2 separate regions of the Oryctolagus cuniculus genome follow, and region 1 is linked to region 2. A link is a contact called in public Micro-C data. All regions are on one chromosome and are shown on one strand. Each heading gives the region's core, a stretch centred on a gene start, on an enhancer-like site or on the middle of the called end of the contact. The rest is flanking DNA. Distances are from core to core; before and after follow the strand shown.

What was found. A called contact is a pair of places that touch in the nucleus more often than the background predicts.
Region 1: a Micro-C map of ear pinna shows a contact between it and region 2, with 4 times the contacts expected there. The contact joins the promoter of TBC1D9B here to the promoter of RNF130 in region 2. A contact is called at or near these places in 3 of 6 Hi-C or Micro-C datasets (ear pinna, skin fibroblasts and an unstated tissue).

Annotation. Positions count from the first base shown.
Region 1 is chr6:67,572,562-67,576,248 of mOryCun1.1, reverse strand. It overlaps TBC1D9B (TBC1 domain family member 9B), which reads right to left and starts at 1,525. Exons shown (of 22, transcript XM_070076510.1): 1 at 1,311-1,525. The coding sequence starts at 1,428.
Region 2 is chr6:67,427,426-67,431,743 of mOryCun1.1, reverse strand. RNF130 (ring finger protein 130) reads right to left here and starts at 2,426. Exons shown (of 8, transcript XM_008274990.4): 1 at 1,725-2,426. The coding sequence starts at 2,175.

The sequences.
Region 1 (3,687 bases), core at 276-2,775, 150 kb before region 2:
ATGATGGCTTGAAGAAAATCACATCACTGCCGGTTTGACAGTGCCTGGGAGGTCATGATGTCCGTGATGCCACAAGTCCATGGCAGAGGCTACAGAAAGATGCACTCAACCTTGATAGGTGGCAGGGGTTCAAGGAGTAGTTCCCTGGAGTTGTATCTGGCTCCAAGGGAGACTCCAGATGCCAATCTTGGGGAGACATGGAGCAGGGAGGCAGAAAAGAGGTCTTCTTGGTTCCCATCAACTGCGATGACCTACATAAACGTGATCTAGGACTGGAAGCACACCAGCCAGATCCGATGCTGGTGCGCTGGTGTTAACAGAAGGAACCGGACATCCTGGACATCAGGCACCTTGCTTTCCTCAGTGGGCTCAGTAGCTTCTGAGGCTGACCACTGGATCCTCCAAAGGGGCCACTGTCTAACCCCCACTACGCAGCTCAGTCCAGGAGACTAGCATGGACTAGCCCGATCTCTGAGGCCCTCTGGGAGAGTGCCAGAAGCGTTGAAGGGAACACTGAGTTTTCTTGGAAATGGTACAATCTCTTCTCCATTAAGAGGTGTGGCCCAAGACAGGCTGGTGGCAGAAGTCACCCGTGGGAAGCCTTTGCATGTGGCAGGATTAGATCAGCTGTGACACTGAAAATCAGGATGTTCCACAGAAAAGTCTATCGAAAAACTGGAAGATGTGGCAGCCCTGAGCCAGCATTCCTGTAGGCTAACAATTGGCACCCAGGGGAGCCCACACCCTGGTGTTCCCCTCAGGCCTGACATGGCTCTGCTCCTGGGGTGCCCAGGCCCTGCAGCTTGAGGGGCCTTGGGTCCACCTGTGGAGGGGGTGTGAGGTGGGTTCCGCCCGGTTGTCACACAATCCAGCTATGTGTCCAGGCTCCTCTCTTGTGAGTGACGGGGCCCAAGCACCCTCTCCTGGTTAACAGCTCCAGGCTGCATGAAACAGGGAAGGGGTCTTGGGGCCTGCGCCAGCTCCCGATCTCTTCAGAGGACTGACAATGAAGAAGGGACAAAAGACCTGTGCTTGTGTCACTCGACGCCTCAGAGGCACTTAGGGAAACTGAGGCGGAGGAAGGGCACCGGGAAAACCGGCTTCCAGCTGTGGAGTCCACTCCGGGAAGCTGCACAGGCTCAGCGGCGGCCCCCGGAGGCCGTGGCGGGTCCTCAGCCCGGCGCCGCCTCCCGCCGGTCGTCCTCGGCCGTGCCCGCTCGGCCGCCCGCGCCCCCTCTTCGCCCCGCGCCCCGCCCGGCCGTCACCCGCGTCTCCCCGGCCCCACAGGCCCGGCCGCCCGCGCCGCTCACCCGTGAGGCCGCCGCCCTTGCCGTGGCCCCGGCGCCGCTGCAGCACGAAGAAGGGGTTGGCCCGCTCCGTCACCCACAGCGCGTTGGCCACCAGCACTTCCTCGGGGCCCAGCCACATCGCGGCGCCGCTCGCTCCGGGCCGAGGCCCGCGAGGCGGAAGCGTCCGCCACAGCCGCCGCCGCCGCCGCCGCCGCCTCCGGAGCCGAGCGAACGAGCGGGCGGGGCCGGGCGGCGCCCCCTGGCGGGCGCCGGAGCTCACAGAACGCGGCCCGGGCGGCCGGCGCGCGCAGCCTCTCCCCGCCCCTCCGCGCCCCTCTGGCTCCGGGCCTCCGCGTCTCTGAGGCGCGGTCCAGCCCCGGGCACGGGCCGCTGACCGGAACGGCTGTCCCCAGACCAGGGGAACCGGTTGTGCAGACAGCCGGGCCTATGAGAGTTTGAGGAGAAATTGTAAAGAAATCGCGTTTCGAGATGTATTTTTGTCCGTGCGTGCGGACATCTGGGGAGGGATAAGAGTTGGCGATAATCCTCGCGCTAAGACTGGAAGGATCTTCAGAGCCAGTGACAGGTTGTCAGGAAGCCCCATGGTAGGCAGGGTCCTCGTCTGACACAAGGGAGACCAGGGTTGAGCCTATCTCCAGCTGTCTCGCTGCCCTTCGGGCTGGGGTCTGGCCTCGGCTGGGGAGGTTCCTGCGCAGGCGCGGGTCGCGCCGCAGGCCCTGCTGGGCTCGGGGTTCCTGCGCTGCCAGTGTTGGCCTGTAGGGGGCAGAATCCAAGCACCGAGCTTCCCGTCCCTGCCCCCGGGGGCTCAGGCGGCTGTGTTCAGGAAGCAAAACAAACGTGACCGCGGGGACTCGGCTATGGAGAATGAAAGGAGGCTGTGAGCTCCCTCTGGGACAACAGCTGTGAGTCTATATTGTCCCACCGACGTCTCTCAGGGGGACGGAGAGAAGGGGACACCTTAGGCTCACCCTGGGAGGTGTGAGCTGTTTGGAGGTGGGATTCTGTCATTGGCATCCGGGAATCTCAGTGTGAGGGATGCAGTTCTCTGACATGTTGCTGGAGACTGCTTCAGCTTTCCAGACTCAGGAGATGGTTTGCTTTAACACCTTGGAGGCTTACACTGATCACTCATCGTGCCGGCTAAAGAGAAATCTTCCCTCAAGAATTTGAAGTGCAGGAGCTGGTGTTTGGCACCGCAGTTAGAACTGCTGCCCGAGACACCTGAATCCCATATCCTAGTGCCTGGGTTCCATTCCAACTCCACTCTCCATTCCAGCTTCCTGCTAATGCACAGCATGGGTCGCAGCCGGTCATGGCTTAAGTACCTGGGTCGCCGCCACTGGCATGGGAGACCAGGGTTGAGATCTTGGCTCTTACGCTCTAGTTTGGCCCAGCCTAGCCCCAGCTGTCACAGGCATTTTGGGAGGCAAACAACTCATGGGAGATGTATCTGCTTGCTCTCTTTCAAATAAAAAAATAATTTTTAAAAAGAATTTGAAGTACTATCACTGGGGGGTTGTTTCCAAGACCCCCACCCCCCACATTTCCCGAAGCTCAAGTCCCTTATGTAAGATGCTGCTGGGGCAGGTGCTGTGGCATAGCGGGTAAAACCGCCGCCTGCAGTGCCGGCATCCCATATGGACGCCGGTTTGAGTCCTGGCTGCTCCACTTCCAATCCAGCTCTCTGCTATGGCCTGGCAAAGCAGTAGAAGTGCTTGGACCCTGCACCCAGGTGGGAGACCCAGAAGAAATTCCTGGCTCCTGGCTTTGGATCGGCACAGCTCTGGCTGTTGCAGCCAACTGGGGAGTGAACAAGCGGATGAAAGACCTCTCTCTCTTTCTCTACCTCTCCTCCTCTGTGTATTTTGTCTTTCAAATAAAATAAATAAATCTTTAAAAAATAAAAAAATAGGCCGGCGCTGTGGCTTACTAAGCTAATCCTCCGCCTTGCGGCGCTGGCACACCAGGTTCTAGTCCCGGTCGGGGCACCGGATTCTGTCCCGGTTGCCCCTCTTCCAGGCCAGCTCTCTGCTGTGGCCAGGGAGTGCAGTGGAGGATGGCCCAAGTCCTTGGGCCCTGCACCCCATGGGAGACCAGGATAAGTACCTGGCTCCTGCCATCGGATCAGTGTGGTGCGCCGGCCGCAGCGCGCCGGCCGCAGCTGCCATTGGAGGGTGACCCAACGGCAAAGGAAGATCTTTCTGTCTCTCTCTCTCACTGTCCATTCTGCCTGTCAAAAAATTTAAAAAAATAAAATAAAATGCTGTTCTACAGGGTACTTCAGAGTGTTCATGGAAAAATGGAAATTAAAAATGAGTTTCTTTTGGTGCAAAGGAATTTTTGGTGTAATTGTTTTCCATAACACATGCAAAACATG
Region 2 (4,318 bases), core at 1,177-3,676:
CGGAGGTGTCATGTCATGCCACACACCTTCAACACAGGTCTGACCAGGAATCTTCAAAGCGTCCACAGTGCTTCTCCAGTGAGAGGGGTGGACTAACCTTGTCCACACATGCCCTAGTGGAGCGCCTACAACAAGCTCTCTCAAGGATGGGGCTTTTGTCTGGGGTGACAGAAAGGTGACAGGAAGGCAACGAGTAGTTTCAGCACATGGACAACCGTGGAGCAGATTTTAAAGCGAGGGCCTTGTGGGGCCCACGGGAACCGAGCGCCAAAGACAAACCACAGATTTCAAAACACTGTGCGGGGCCAGCTCTTGCTCCACAGCTTGCCTCTTCCTCTTCCTCCCTCCCTTCCACGTGACCCTCACGGTTCTCCCCACCAGAAAATAGGCTCCCATTGTTAGTGCCACCGTTTGGCAACATTATGTGCCCCAACCCGAGAGACTGGCACAGACCACGCAAACATTTACTGAATGAACCAGAGACAAAGGGAGCTTCTGTAGCCAAGCTGGGATCCTAAAAGCCATTTTTTAACAAAGTAGGGATGAGAAACACACGGGAAGCATCTACCTGTTGGTGTATAAAGAACTGTAAAAGCCCACTTCAAGCTGAGGGACTACAAAAAAAAAAAAAAAAAAAAAAAAAAAAAAAAAAAAAAGCTTTCCTCGATTCTTCGATTCTTCTTCCCAGCCCCACAGCCTCCAGAAATTTAGAGCGCACACGGGTGCACACACACACACACATACACACGCAGATCTCAGAGGGGCACGATGCTCCAGCATTCAGTCTATAAAAACAAACACCCTCACCTCATTTAGACTGCCTACTTCAGGTCATCTTCACATGAAAAGCAGTGTTTTTTGCTTTGAATCCCCTGTCAGTATTCTCAGGGTGACGGTGGGGGTGGGGGTGAAGAAGCCAGTGGACATTTCTCCAAAAGTTGCCAGCGGACCACCCACCAGAAAAATCCCTCCAGGATGTGCAAAATACGGCCTTTAAAAAGCGCCCAGACACTTCAACAAATAGACTTCACACTAAATAGTTCAGCAGAGCCCACGTTTATAGGGAACTAGGAGGGCCAGCCAAACGGCTTCCAAGACAATTCAACATTTCACCCCTTCCCCCTGGATGGCACCGGGACTTGGCCACCAGCTGCACCTGGGGCGGGTCCTGCGCGGTGTTAAACGTTCCGGCGTGCAATTACAGCACGGCTCCAGGGCAGAGCAAGAGCCAAGAGCAACAGGGACGATGCCCATCTTCCTCTTCCACCCCCTGCTCGCCGGGCACGCGGGTAAAACGGCAGATGCGTGCGTTAGAAAAAGGCTCCATCCTTCGCGAGCCAAAGCAGCGCCAAGTCCGCGCTTTGGGGGACTGAGGGGGACAGACCTGGCCACAGGGAAACACAGGTTAAGACCTCACCACCACCACCACCAAGGAGTTTTGCGCTCTTGCACCACCTCCTTTGTCTCGCTGCCTGCCCCTGCAAACTCGCAGTTCAATGCCCTGCAGTAAACAAGCTACCGGGCGGAAAAAGAACGCTCTGAGGCTTTTCACAAAGAAAGGGAAAAACCCAATCATGCCTCGGAGCTTCATCCCTCCCCCACGCCCCGCCAAAAGGCCGGGATCTGCCCACGGAGACCCGGACCCCAAGCGGACGCGAGGGGGACCGCGGGTACCAGGGTCCGGGCCCCCAGCCCGCTGGGCCTCTCCCCAGGCCGGCACTCACCTCCGTGGAGAGGCAGCGGCGCCAGCACCTGGCCGCGGACCTCGGCCTTGGGCGAATCGAGCCCGTAGCGCCCGCGGTCGATGCGGAACGTGAGCGGGGCGCCGCGGCCGGGCTCCTGCACCGTCACGTTGATGAGCGCCGTGTAGTACTCCTGGCTCGCGTTGTCCGCCCGCGCCGGCCACAGGCCGCAGGTCAGCAGCGCGAGCGCGGCGAGCCGGGCCGGGCCCGCCCGCGCCGTGCCGCTCATCGTCCCTCCGGCCGCCGCCGCCGCCACTCGCGGACCGGGCTCCCGGGCCGGCGGCGAGAGGCGGGGCGGGCGCGGCCGGGGTTGCGGCGGGGACGCGCGCGCGCGGCCTGCGCGGCGCCGGTCACGAGAACGGCTCTCCTCGGCTCCGCGGCCGCGCGGCCCAGCGCCCTCACGTCCGCGACCGGCCTGCGAGGGCGCGCCCATGGACTCTTCGGCGAGGACAGTACGTCAGGGAGCGCGCGGCGGGCTCCTCGGAGCCCCTCGAGGACTGAGGGGGCGGACTACCCCCATGCCCACGGGCCGGGTTCGCCGGGAGGGAGCGCCTGTGAGCACGCGGCGGGGGTGGGGAGGGGCGCCTCCAGGAGGGTGCGCCCGAAGAAGGGACAAGGGGGAACAAAGTCAGGTTGGCCCCGCGACCGCCTCTGGCGCGCGCCCGCCGCCTCTCCGCCCCGCCCCCGCCTGTCTGGCGGCAACGCGCAGGCCCGAGGCGCAGCCCCGCCCCCGCGCATGCGCGCCAGACCTTGTCCGCTCCCGCCCGCCCGCACGCGGACTGGAGGATGCCGTGGCGCCATGGAGCCATCGTTGAACCAGTTTGTCCGTCAGGCACGGTAGCCTTGGGGCCCGGAACCTGGGTGCCTTACAAGGCTTGGGGACAAATCCGAGGCCAGAATGCACAAGAAGAAAGCTGAAGCTTTAAATTTTTTTAAATAAAAAATTAGATTTGACTGTGCAAGTGGAGTAATCAGTATCATGGGTGAGAGCGTGAAACTGAGTGTGGGCGCCTACTAGACCTGGAACTGCAGGGGCAGCTGAATGGTCTGGAAGGACTTCCAGAGACCAGAAGAAAACCTGCGAGAGCCCCGGGTGAGAATAAGATGGACAGTCTTCCCTAGGGGCTTGGTTTTAGGACAACCCCCAATGCCCTCCCCCAAATCCTGCTTGCTCAGCTCCCTCCAGTAAAACGGTGCAGTATTTGCATATAACCTACACACTCCCAACCCGTATGTGAAATCTCTGAGTTATTTCTAATACCCATACAATGTAAATGCTATATAAAAATTGCTATATGGTATTGTTATGGAATAATGACAAGCAAAAATGACCGTCCATATCTAGCACAGATGCAGTTTCTTTTTAATATTTTGGTTCCGAGGGTTGGTTGAATGCACTGATGCTGAACTGACAGATACTGAGACCCACCTTCAACCTCCCAAACGCTCACACCACCCCCACTTCCATACACACGTGCGCACACACACACAGAGATACACACACGTTGTCTGTTAATGGGGCGCTCTGTTCTGGGGCTGGTGGATTAAGTCACCCCCTGGGACACAGGCATCCCCTATCAGAGGACCGGTGCTAAGAATCCTGCAGGGCAGGCACTTGCCGAAAGAAAACCGAACCACTGCCTCCAGGAAGAGGCTGTGAATGCAGGGCTGGTGGAAAACATGGGACGCACACTGGTGCCCCTCCTTGGTGCAGTCCTGTCAGCCCATTCCCCCGTCTGATTCCTGGCGTTCCATTCCCCCTACCTGGGCCTGCTTAGACCATGCTCTGGCCTCTGGAGTAGCACTTACTTACTCATTTTTCTCCAGAAAGTACCATCCCAGGACCAAAGCAGTTGTGCCCCCACCCTGGGCCAGCATTTAAAGAAGGCTATGATCTGGCCTGTCTCTACCGGGGCCTGCCTTACAGAACAAGGAATCCTTGGGGTCAAGGGCCTGGAGTTCCTTGCCCATACCACCCAGGGCCACATTTGGGACCTGCTTGGAGCTCTTCCTTGCTTAGGGGCTCCTTGCTCTGCTCCTCTCCCTAAGCGTGCCCTGCCGCTCTTGCCTAATGTGCTCCCTTGTCCTCACAAGGGTGTGCCAAGTGTGTGAGCTTGCCATGCCTGCCGGCAGGAGAAGCAATCATGGTGGCCCACAGACAGCACCCCATGTAAACCAGATGGGGAGAAGCCAGCGCCCTGGCACCCTTCTTTCAGCCCCACTGAGTTTGTCAAGGAGAAAGTTAGTTCCAGAGTTCTTCTCTGGCACTTGCTGAATTCCCCTGTAAATAAGGTTACACGACATCTCTGTGTACACCCTCGGCAGACCCCAGCATCTAGAGGTGAAGTGTAACTTTCTAATTTGGAGGTGTAATTTTTTTTAATTCTATGGAAGACTTTTCTTTAGAACAAAGGGATTTTTATTTATACTAGTACTACAAAGCTACCTTATAAAAATTGTGATAAGGAGGCAGGCACTTTGGCATTAATGGATAAAGCCTGCAGTGCTGGCATCCCATATGGGTGCTGGTTCGAGTCTCAGCTGCTCCACTTCTGATCCAGCTCTCTGCTATGGCC